Linked DNA regions of Zea mays: region 2 is linked to region 1. Evidence: chromatin contacts called from public Hi-C data. All regions are on one chromosome and are shown on one strand. Each heading gives the region's core, a stretch centred on a gene start, on an enhancer-like site or on the middle of the called end of the contact. The rest is flanking DNA. Distances are from core to core; before and after follow the strand shown.

Region 1 (6,293 bases), core at 1,251-3,750:
AACGCCTCTGTTTGACAAAATGGAAAAAGGATAGACAAAATGCATAAGAAGACTGCATACCCATTTTCCAACTGAAATGCATAGTCCTTGTTATACTACTAATGATGATAGTCACCATGAGCAGCTACGCGAACCACTCAAGGCTGAGAAATCATATAAGGAGCTCGTGCGTGACTTATTTTGCAAGATATAACACTTACCGATGCTTGAGTTCCGGCTACTTTTTGGCTTCGCAAACGTAACTTGCGAGAAGAACAGTTTTAGCTGTATAAAGCCACATGTACGAATCGAGTCCCCAATCAGCATCCCATCAAAACATTGAGGCCCCCTTTGGAACGGAGGGTTGGCAAAGGAAATTCGTAGGATCACTGTTGCTAAGGATTTTTTCCTATCTGTCCCTTTGGTTCCCAAAAAAAATAAAGGAAAGAATCCATAGGATTGCCGTTCCGTGGTCTGATTTTATAGGAAATTTACCAAGAGGTCAGACCTCTTGGAACGATTCCTGGCGGGAATGTTCGCGCGTCGGGCTACTTTTCACCCGCGTCTGCTACCTTTCGCGCCGTTTTTCTAGTTTCTGGTTGGCTTGCTGCCACTATGCAACGGCTATCTTGTTTCAAATTCAAAAACACAGCAAAGTGATTCCTTTATTTTTCCTATGGTGCTACCAAAGGCATTCTTATCTCAGTTCCTTTGTTTTCAATTCCTATAGGATTCAAAATATCCACCATCTCAATTCTTATATTTTTCCTATTCCTATATTTTTCCTATCCTCCATTCCAAAGGGGGCCTGACAAAGGCAAGGGGGCGCGCACAATGTGGGAACAACAACAGTCAGGAAACCATAGCTAGCAAGGCTTCCATACTGAATATGATGGAGAACTCAGCAAAGCCTCGTGAAAAATCTTATGATCTTAACTTGCCGAGCAAAGTGAACGTTACCTGGCAGTACAGGAGACTCGTATCTTTACCCCGAAATATCTTCGCCACAAATTTTCCACCAACTTTGAGTACATGAGTCACGATAGCCAATGCCTAATTGCACGGTGGTACATAAATTAAACAGAGAACATAAGCTACCGTGACAATTCAAAATGAAGATGATAAAGTTATCCCATAATTGACATAAAGAGCAAGTAGTTAGAAAGGCGATTCTTCAACATAGCTGCTACACCGGTACACCCAAACTCAAAATTGAACTTATCCCCCCCCCCCCCCCCCCCCCCCCTCTTAACCCCCCAAATAATGTGAATCATTAATGACAGAGCATGGTGACCCAAATTGGATACTGGTTGCCAGATAAATAAAACTTACCGCGAGTATAAGCTGGGACTGAACAAATTCGTCCATATCATGAAGTCCGGTAACTGTAGTCACCCAAAAGAGCAATAATCATGTAATCCTCACTAGTGATAAAAATTGCAAAACAACCAAGTCTCTTGCACTGATATGATATCTTACCATCCGGGGCTCCATCGCAAACAACCAAGTCTGCTTTGCATCCATCAAAATGCCTAATGACCTGACAGGAAATCCATACTAGTTAGTCACAGCCAGCTAACTGCGGCAACAACAAAAAAGCTACACGTCTTTTACTTCTGTCTCACCACGTCTGCTGTCCGAGCATTGGTGATGTCGCCCTGCACTTGTATAACACCTTCTATTGGGGCCATCGGTTGCAAGTCAATTGCGACGATGAGAGGAAGATCACCTTCCCTAGTAGCACAACATAACAGAACCAAGGAGAGCAAAAGTGCAAAACGAGGCCATCAGATATCCACAACAGAACTATGCAAGAACAGACTGCGACACACAGGCACTGACTCTTACTTGCAATCAGAAGACTGTTTTGCTGGTACATACAGGTTCCGGCTCAAAACCTGCAAGTGGCAATAGGGAATCAAGCAATCAGTTGGGGAAAAAACACTGGTACGGATGGGTTACTGAGCACGAGCACAAGGATACCTGGCTCCAACTTCCGGGAGCAGCACACAGGTCAACCACATGCTTCACTCCTATATAGGAGGAAAAAGGGGATATGTTTCATCAGATCGTTAATTCGCTAGTGTTCGTTCGTGGTCTGCTACAGCTACAACATACAAGCATGTGAAGGTGAGCAAGCAGGTAAGTCGAGCTGATACCATGGAAGATGTTGAACTCCTGGTCTATCTGGAGGAGCTTGAAGGCGCTGCGAGCTCTCCAGCCTTCCTCTTTGGCCTTCCGGTAGTAGATGTCCTGAGCGACCGGCGCCGCAGAGCAGTGAGAAGCGGGGAAACGCAAGAGCAGAGTGGGAGCTGGGTGGAGAGGCGAAGGTAGCGTACCCTCTTGTCCTTGGAGGCCTTGCCCATGACGACGACGAGGCGAACCGAGGGAGGGGGCGACGGCGGCGGCTGAGGGCGGGACGCCGGGGCGGAGCGAGCGAGTAGTCGGAGGAGGACGTGGTGGCGCCGCCTAATTTTTTTGAGCCCACTGGGCTTTTAGACGGCCCAAGAAAAACCGTGTCGTTCCAATTCAGAAATCAGAAGCTTCAGCAGCGGCGGCGGTCAGAACCGGCGTGAGCTTGAAGCCACCGTCGGCGGCAGGCGGTGGGCGGAGCGGCCTGGCGTCGTGCTCGTGCGTTCTCGCCTTGGATTGGTTAAATCAAATCGGCCACAGACTTTACCCGATCGTGATGATTTCTCATTCAGTATAGGTACAAGTGCAAGTATAATGATTTAAAGAAACAGAATACTTATTATGTGGATAGCTTAGGAATAGTGGAGACTTTTTTAAAAAGATTTTGGATTGGAGCTGAATATTTTTTGGTGAATGGATCAAAAAATATTTTTGATAAGCTTGAAGAGAAACAACTGCCAGGTTTCAAGCTGCTGAATTGGTAAGCTATGGCCCATTTTAATTCTACTAAGTTTAAACAGAAATCTATCAATTTCACAGCTGCCATGTTTTTCAACGGTATTTTTTTCGTTGTGTCATTTATGCCCAAGTGTTATTTCCTATTGTATGGACTGCAGTGTTATTTAAACTACGTTCAAACTGTTGAGAACTACGTCACCACGGATCACCAGATCCACTCCCTTCCCTCCCGTCAGCAGTAGAGGCGCAAGAAGCTGTAGAAGACCCGTCTCCCTTCCCATAAGCACGACAGCGTAACACACGAGACACTGGATATAAGGTTGGGCCTCTGGCCTCTTTCTGATCTCTGTATTATGAAGGGGTGTACAGGTTCCTTATATAGAGATGTGAGACCCCTCAGGGGCAAAGCAGGTATTTGCCCACATAACCCTAACTAGGGTTACTTAACACTCCCCCTTGGGCGAATACCGCAACCAACACATGCCTCGTTAAAACTCCGAAAAACCCAGTGGGAAAAATGTGGAGAAAGAGTGCATGGTGATACAAATTGCATTTGCACTTTGTTGCCTCGTTAAAAACCTCATGTGAGAAACTTCAAAAAAACTCACCAAGGGAAAAAGAGTACAACAGTTGTCATCGGGACAGATTTCGATCCTCTGAGATCTAGATTCTATCGAATCTTCTACAGGGGCTAACTTTAGAAATGTGCTCCCCCTGATCCTTGCAAAATCGTATCAATAAGGCAAAACATCTTCTTCTAGAAGTATATGCACATAAAGATTTAGCAAACGGATTGCATATCCTTGCAAGGACTATTTCAGAAACTTTACCTCAACTCACTTCTAGGATATACGAGGTAAGTGCACGTATCAATACAAATAAGCCACTTTGATTGATGGTGTTCGATCGACTGGATCTATATATTTGATAGAAAGTTCCATAAAGGTTCACATATTGATCATCAAGCTGACGCCTTCAGGGCATAGAATATGACATTTATTGTCTCACGATTGTGATCAATATAAGCATTCGCTCCCCCTGACGATGACATCTGTCAAAGTCGTTATCCCTCGTAACTTAAGCATATTCTTCAAGATATATGTCTCATTGTTCATCTGGAATAACGAGAATGGATGAGGTTGGGGTGCTATCATTTTCTATCTTACACCACAATTTGTACATAGTTGTGCAAAGCAAATAACATGTCCTTCAATAGGACTTAGGGGATAATATAGTTGCAATAGTACATATTCTAAATATGACACATCGCTCTAGACGTTCATCCATTGCAACATCTATGATGGTGTAACAAAAGTCCATCAAAGATCGTAATCCATCAGGGATTTTTCATGGATCAGATACATCGTTATAGTCTATCATTCTGGCACAATGGGGATATTATGCCAGTAACACCTAAACCTTATAGGTTTTTGCCATCAGGGCTTTAGAGGATATCGTAATTCCACATCTAGTGGAAATTACCATGAGTAAAACTCATGGAATGCACATGTGCTTATTCGGTGAACTTCAAGTCCTTTGGTACCTCATCTTATTTCTTTTCGGGTCTATATGGGTCTTTATCCCTTTATAGGGATTATCAAACTTTGGTGTTTAACACAGACTTTATTTCTTCTGGAAAGGTTCCATCTAGGAACTATAATCTCAAATAGGAGATATTCTCTCTACATAGGAGAGTGTTCATTCGTCGGGAATGTATTATTCGGTACTAGATTTATATGTTGCATATTTATAATTCAAAGATATGAGTCCTCCTAGGATCTCATGACAGATCTTCAGAATCATATTAACTGCATATTTTAATTCATGCCATTTGCCAGATATATTACATAGCGGAACAGTGTTTATTCAACACATATGTGGGATAGGTCTCTCACAAGACCACTTGAACCATCGCATTCACCACACATTATTTCAATAGTGCCCATAAATGTCCGAATTTCAAGCTCGCGACTTTCATTTTGCGATTATTGGTTCAGCCTCGATTGCATTTATCAATGACCCGATAAGAGAGCTTCATGCACTCATGCCTAGGACTTTGTTTTGGATCCCTTTGCAATCTATAGAGGCAAGATAAGTGTCGACATATTTGTCTCCCACATTTAATAATGATCTCTGTCATTTCCCAAAACGAAAGATTCATTGTTCCGTATTCCCAGCACAATGATATTGCGCGCATTGCTAGGAATTTCATCATCAAGATGAACCTCTTCGTGAGGCAGATCACCATCAAGGTGAATTAATCGGAGGAGAGTTATTACAGACCACGTGAATCTGCAATCAGAGCATATGCTTTGACTAAGGTTGATGGATCATATTCGCAGGCGTCCCCGAGAATAGATCAAATACCAATAAGTCAAATGTGGATATGATATTAATCCCGGGTATATCCACATCTACATCAGGTAGAAGCATTCAGACCAATATGGTTACTCCTCAACAATTTCTGGCAAACTCCATATACACAGGAGTACACACCGAACGACAGGTTCAGTTTGGCTTTTGTGCGTTTAATAGAATATTGAGGCATTACATTATATGGGCATTCCTCCCCCTAATGCCGAGATGTTCTAAAAGCATACAGATAATATCCCCAACCACAATCATCCAGTTGTGGCCAATGTATGCTATTGTGGTGATTTATTTGGGAAATCTTACGCACCTTACAGATAGGGGTTTTATGCAGTGAGCTTTGGACTTAGATTAATGTAGTGGCATGAATACTACATATTTGTCCTTCACATGAAGGTTAGTCTCGACATCCAGCGAGACACGCAACAACAAGTTGCTTCATGGTTACAATTCTGCAAACTTATTGTTATTATTACCAAATGCACAGTCAATCATTAAGGTTTAGACTAACATGCACAACACTATTTTATCCATAAGGCTTCTTCAGGGGCTCATGAATACCATTCGTCATTTGGAGCCATTAGTTGACTTCAGATCAATAAGTAAAATGACCATCAGGGTCTAACGCTCACAAAGACATTCACTGGTTGCATTGTGCTTTGAGGCACATAGGAAAATGTGTGTTTATATTGGTAGTAAAGTGCACGACATCAGGCCAATGCTGCCAAGCAGAGATTTTTATATGCAGAGATGTATAGTCCAGCTCGTTTTATTATTGCCCATTGTTTACCCAATTACTCATACCGATCTGAAATTGGGTATCAATTTATGCAACATTTTTAGGTATTATAATTTTGAGAGAGAATTTATAACAATAGTTAATAATTTGTGATGCTGCCAGCAGGACAAACATTTCTTCTCATATTATATACCAATTTGTTCTATAAAGCATTATTTCGATCTCTTCGTTGTTCGACAAAAAGAGAAGCTTTGGAATAGAACAGACAAGGCCAAGAATTCATTTTATCTGGGAAAATCACCATATAACTAGCTTTTGATGAAGCAAATGATGA
Region 2 (6,198 bases), core at 2,565-5,064, 160 kb after region 1:
GGCAATCATATCGGAAGCCTTATGACAGCCGATTTGATCACCACCCATACCCACAGGGAACTAGGATACCCGAGTTTGCAAAGTTTTCGGGTGACCAAGGAAAGAGCACGCGTGAGCACATAGGCCAGTTCCTAGCACAATTAGGAGAATTGGCTGACACCGAAGCATTCTGTGTGCGTTTATTTTCATTATCCTTAACAGGGACTGCATTCACATGGTATGCCACGCTCCCTCCTAATTCCATTTTGTCATGGGGAGACTTAGAGCAAAAATTTCATGAACACTTCTTCTCTGGTGATTATGAGCTAGATTTAGTAGACTTAGTGACCCTACGACAAGAAAAGGATGAATCAGTTAGTGATTATATCCGGAGATTCCAGGATACGAGAAACCGATGCTTTCAAATTCATCTAACAGATAAACAACTGGCGGGAATAGCCTTTGATGGATTGCGCTATTATTTAAAAGAGAGATTAGAAGGCATCCAGTTCTTTACTCTAGCACAATTACATCAGAGAGCTTCGGCTTGTGAAAGCCGAAGCAAAGAACTAGTCAGAACGGTTCATCATAATGTCCCTATAGTAGAACACCATCAAAGTAGTTCGGACGATGAACCAAAGAAAGTTTACACTGCCGAAATAGTTTGGCCCGAGCAGGCCAAATCTTCGGCTTGCTACTCCTTGCAGTCAGTTCAAAAGGAACGACAAGAGGAGGTTAAGTTTACATTTAATGTCGGCAAATGTGATAAGATATTCGATGAATTACTAAAAAATGGTAACATTAAAATTGATTATATCGTTCCACCTGCCGACGAACTAAAGCGTCGCGCATACTGCAAGTGGCACAACTCATTTTCACATGCCACTAATGATTGTAATGTGTTCCGACGACAAATTCAATCGGCCATTAATGAGGGACGATTGAAATTTCAGGAGGACACGGAGCCCTTCCCAATGAATGTGATCGACTTTAATGGCAAAAAGGTCCTAATTCGGCCCAACACAGCCGATAAGGGCAAAGACAAAGAAGTCATCATCGGCAACGCACGGGAGGCCGATGGAAACAACAAAATTTCTTGCAGGAAAGTGATGGCCGAGAAGACTCCTGATGGAGGGGAGACACTGAAGGTAACCATCACAAACTCCAGCGCTGGGGGGCAAGCACAGACAAGGGGATATGCGCGAGAACCCATACTACGCATCGCGGACGGTCCGGTGTCTAGGCGCAGACGGTCCGTAACATCACTGGACGGTCCGAAGCGTTCCGACGGACGGTCCGGCAACGTCAAAGAGCCGCGGCAACCACGTACCTTCAAACCACGACGACCAGAAATAGGTACGTGGAAAACTAACACATTCAAGGCAACTGGTCGGTTGGTAAAATCTAGCCCGACCTTTGATCAATTATTGTCTAAATATGTGAAAAAGAAGGCTGGCTCCAGTGACCGGCCACCAAAGGGACCTCGCTTACCCACCCAGGTGCGACGGCAGGTTAGGCCGATTGGACCACCACACCAATCGGAAAGGACGGAAGGTCATAATGTTCAATTAAGACCTAACGTACCTGCATGGACACCTCCACCACCATATCCACCTATGCCATATCCATACACATACATACCTCCACCATATGTCCCAAATCAAATGTGGGGCATGCCACCATATCCATTTGGGATGCCACAGTACCCCGCTTGGGGGGCACCCCAAACATCTGTATTCAATAGGTTGACACCTCCAGTACAAGACCGATTGAGAGCCCCTCAATCTGGTCCACGAGCACAGGCCCAGCAAGATTGCCGAACAACTCAGCCCCAAAGGCTGACTAACCCGGCAGGGGGACATACAGCTATAACCTCCAACAGTACGAAAAAGGGAGAGGTCATTAGAATAGGAGCGACAGATGTCGTCGTACAACAAAATAACGAAGGGCCGGTGATTTTTGGTGAATCGGCCAACACAAACAAAAAAGAAAGTACGACTGTCAATAAAATAGCCGATCCAAAATACTCCATGCCCCGATGGTGTCCATCGGGATTGACACGATCGCAAAAGCGAAAATTACAGCGCCTCAGAGCAAAGGAGAATCAGGAAAAAGAGGCAGAAAGAATATTCAATGACACGCATCCGCAGTATCCGCCACCGCAAAAGAGATGGAGACCAAAGGCCGTTGAGAAAAGTCAAACGGCCGCAAAGATAGTAAATAAAACAACAACTGTGCATCTCTCTGCAGGTATGGTAGACTGTCCGGCTATAAAGGCCGGATCATCTGCACAGGACGCGGACCATCCGACCCCTGAGGCCGAACCATCCGCACTACACCAAGACACCTCCGACGACGTACCGACGCCCATGGAGGAAGACGACCTGCATGGAGAAGACCTGGTCGACTACGGAGCTACGCCAGAACACTTAGAGAATTAGGAAGACAAGGTGACGAATTGGTCAGGACCAGTATGACGCTCGGCGATGTTGGGACTGACAGTTCGATCAAATCTAAAGGGATCACGTCCGTTGAGTCAACCATCGAGACCAAGGCCACTGCGTACCATCCTAGTAAGTGGCAAGATGCCTAAGAAAACCGATGTGATAACATCGAGTTAGTTGCTTTTGGTTCGCCCAGCTCCACCAAAAGGCAGGGGGGCATATGTTCGAACCAGAATTGAGCGTGCGGACGGTCCGGCCCTGAGGCCGGACGGTCCGCGGTCCGGACGGTCCGCGCCTGTGGGCCGGACGGTCCGCGCGTGCGCAGAACAGATTAGGGTTCCGAGTTTTGTGCTACGGTTGTTAGCTATATTCGCGAGATTAGCTCGGAATCAGTTGTGTAAAGGGTCCAGCCCCCCTCCTCTATAAATAGAGAGGTCTACGGCCGATTTGTAATCATCAACAATCGAATCAATACAACTTCTATTTCGCATTTTATCCTAGGAGTAGTTCTAGTCTAGTTTAGGTTTAGCCTTCCAATCCTCAATTCTTCGTCTCTCTTCGACTCTACGTCGATTAGAGGAGTCTAGGTCGGCCGGCCCGAGCCTAGACACCACCTAGGATCTCTCCTCCTCGACGGGGTCCCTCCCGGGAGCGAGATCCAGGCGCCGTCAGCGGTCTTCCGCCGCCCCTGCGCACGCGCGGACCGTCCGGCCCTAGGGCGCGGACCGTCCGGCCGTCAGGCAGGGAACTCGGGCTCCTGCACCAGGCCGCGGACCGTCCGGCCCTGTGCCGCGGACCGTCCGCGCCTGACCAGAAAGCACCGCCGCCTCGCACCAGGCCGCGGACCGTCCGGCCCCCACGCGCGGACCGTCCGCCCCTGTGCAGAGAGCACCGCCGCCGGTTCTTCTTGAGTATTTGGCGCTCCGAAAAGGCGTCAACAAAGTGGTATTGATTCGATTGATGATTACAAATTGACCGTATACCTCTCTATTTATAGAGGAGGGGTTGGACTCTTTACAAACTAATTTCCGAGTGAATCCCGTGAATTTAGCTAACAACCGTAGCATAAAACTCGGAACCCTAATCTATTCTGCACTTGCGCGGACCGTCCGGCCCACAGGCGCGGACCGTCCGGCCTCAGGGCCGGACCGTCCGCCGGCTCACTTTGGTTCCAAACAGTTTTATAGCTTAGGGGGTAAAACAGATTGGACTCGAAAAAAAAATGTTTTAGAACGTCACGGTGACAATCTGTGCGACGAGTCCGTGACCATCACAAGCCGGTCCAAAAATAAGCGTATCCACAGGGTGGCTGTCATCCCCTCGCCGTGGTCGTAGCGAGTGCCTATAAACAGCGCGGTGCGCGTACGCGCGCGGAATGTTGGGGGCGCACCGGTCAAACAGGCTCAGGAGGAGGTTCTCTCTTGTCCTACCTCTTCGCTCCCGGCTCCCCTCCATCTCTTTCGCCACACGCGCGAGAGGGGGGAGAGGAAACAGCTAGCAGCGAGCGAGGAACGAAGAGGGTGCTTCGCACGTGCATGTGAGATCGGGCGATCCCGATCGTCGGCCGGCGCGAACTAACGACGACGTACGTGCGACCGGGCCGGGCGTTGTAGGACGGCGCGCGCGATGGGCAAGATCGAGTACGGCGTGGTGGCGCGCGGCGCGGTGGTGCTGGCGGAGCACTACGGCGCGGCGGCGGCGGGCGGCAACGCGGGCGCCGTGGCGCGGCAGGTCCTGGAGCGCCTCCCTGGCGGCGGCGACGACGACTGCAACGTGTCGTACACGCAGGACCTCCACGTGTTCCACGTCAAGCGCACCGACGGCCTCACGGCGCTCTGCATGGCCGACGACGCCGCCGGGCGTAAGCACCAGTGCACGTTTTGGTCGTCGTCGATCGTCGCAACCAACCTGCAGTTTGGTAATGATGATGATATGGTCAGAAACTCACAATAGATCGATGTGGCATTTCTGGATCAGGGCGTGTCCCCTTCGCGTTCCTGGAGGACATCCACGGGAGGTTCGTCAAGGCGTACGGCCGCGCGGCGCTCACCGCGCTGGCGTACGCCATGAACGACGAGTTCTCCCGCGTTCTGGCCCAGCAGATGGACTACTACTCCAACGACGCCAGCGCGGACAGGATAAATCGCATGAGGGGAGAGATGGACCAGGTGCTCCTTCCTACGCCATTGCCAACTTGTTCTTGTTCTTCTTCTTCTTCCATTATATTGGCGGCTTGACTGAAACGTTAATCTGCTTGCAGGTCCGGAGCGTGATGATGGACAACATCGACAGGGTGCTGGAGAGGGGTGACCGTCTGGAGGTGCTGGTGGACAAGACGGCAACCATGCAGGGGAACACGATGCGCTTCAAGCGCCAAGCTCGCCGCTTCAGGAACACCATGTGGTGGAGGAACGTCAAGCTCACGTACGCCATGTTCTTGTTGTTGTCTTGCACATTTTAGGGTAACAATCGCCTGTCCCTGTAACTCTTCCACTGGTCTTTTTGCAGAGCTGCAGTGATATTCATCCTCACCGTAATTGTGTACGTCCTGCTCGCCTACATGTGTCGCGGCTTCACCATACCGTCATGCTTTCCGTAATCTCCATCCGTCCCGGTGCCAGTGCGGACCACCAGCCCTAGCTCTAGCTGCATCACAACTTGGTTTTCCGGGTTCTGTAACAGCAGCAGCGGTGCTGCAGTTCTTTCTCTCTTGTACGAGGGAAACAACAGCTCATTCTGAAGTTCTGCAACAACCAGATCTGATTTTTTTTTTAAAAAAAAGATGGTAGTCAAATGGGAAAGCTTTCCCACCTGATTTTTTATCATTAAACACACGAACTTCTGAAAACAGAGCAAATGTGCAGTCGTGGAAGGCCGAGCTCCTCTCCGTGAGGAGAAAGAAACCAATACGGCAGGCAGACTTGGTTAATATTTCATAAATGATACTCTCATACGGAGTAAGACTCAAAAGCAACAGCTTGCTTATAGTACAAATAGTAAGTTAGCCTGCCCAGACAATGGCAGTGTCACAAACAACTGAATGATCACCAAGTACGGGGCGTTCCCCCCTTAGGGCTTGTTCGGTTATTTCCAATCCATATGGATTGAAGGGGATTGATACGGATTGGAGGGGATTTTGACTTATTGGGGATTGAAACCCCCTCAATCCCTATGGATTGGGGTATAACCGAACAAGCCCTTACGCGTAGTAATTCAAGCTGGACTTCTTCTTTGCCTGCACTTGGATGATCCCCTCGTTGAAATCCTCGTGGGTAACCTCTGTAGCATCTCGGCGTAGAGCGAGCATGCCAGCCTCTACGCAAACAGCCTTTAGCTGAGCGCCATTGAAATCATCGGTTGAACGCGCCAACTCTTCAAAGTTGACATCTGGATTCACATTCATTTTCCTCGAGTGGATCTACACAACATAGATCGGCGTTATTTTGGAACCTTTAGTGCTAGTTTGGGAGCCACAAAACCGAAGGGGATTGGAGGGGCTAGAATCCCTTTCTTATTCAAAATTAAATAAGAAAGGGATTCTAGTCCCTCCAATCACATTCGGTTTTGTGGCTTCCAAACTAGACCTTAGGGGGGAAGATATCAACAGTTTTGGAGCAAATACTGGGGGAGGCCATACTGAGCTAGTACAACATATTTTAGTGGCCCGAGCAAAATACCTGCAGGATTCTAGCTCTTGCTTCCTCTGATGGATGAGGGAACTCAATCTTCCGGTCCAGACGACCAGATCTCATCAGAGCAGGATCAAGAATATCAG

Evidence for each region. Hi-C and Micro-C count contacts between places; a contact is called where the count stands out from the background.
Region 2: a Hi-C map of leaf shows a contact between it and region 1, with 5 times the contacts expected there. The contact joins the promoter of LOC100272623 here to the promoter of LOC100285845 in region 1. A contact is called at or near these places in 5 of 25 Hi-C or Micro-C datasets (bundle sheath, ear, leaf and 1 more).

The regions. Positions count from the first base shown.
Region 1 is chr5:222,578,891-222,585,183 of Zm-B73-REFERENCE-NAM-5.0, forward strand. LOC100285845 (23S RNA methyltransferase 1) reads right to left here and starts at 2,501. Exons shown (of 11, transcript NM_001158735.2): 1 at 2,319-2,501; 2 at 2,139-2,232; 3 at 1,963-2,012; 4 at 1,828-1,877; 5 at 1,605-1,713; 6 at 1,459-1,519; 7 at 1,312-1,364; 8 at 940-1,032; 9 at 201-264; 10 at 1-7. The coding sequence starts at 2,345.
Region 2 is chr5:222,735,137-222,741,334 of Zm-B73-REFERENCE-NAM-5.0, forward strand. LOC100272623 (putative vesicle-associated membrane protein family protein) reads left to right here and starts at 3,815. Exons shown (of 4, transcript NM_001147086.1): 1 at 3,815-4,284; 2 at 4,401-4,591; 3 at 4,684-4,847; 4 at 4,932-5,382. The coding sequence starts at 4,050. The coding sequence ends at 5,022. It overlaps LOC100273594, which reads right to left. Exons shown (of 9, transcript NM_001148011.2): 8 at 6,101-6,198; 9 at 5,323-5,841. The coding sequence ends at 5,623.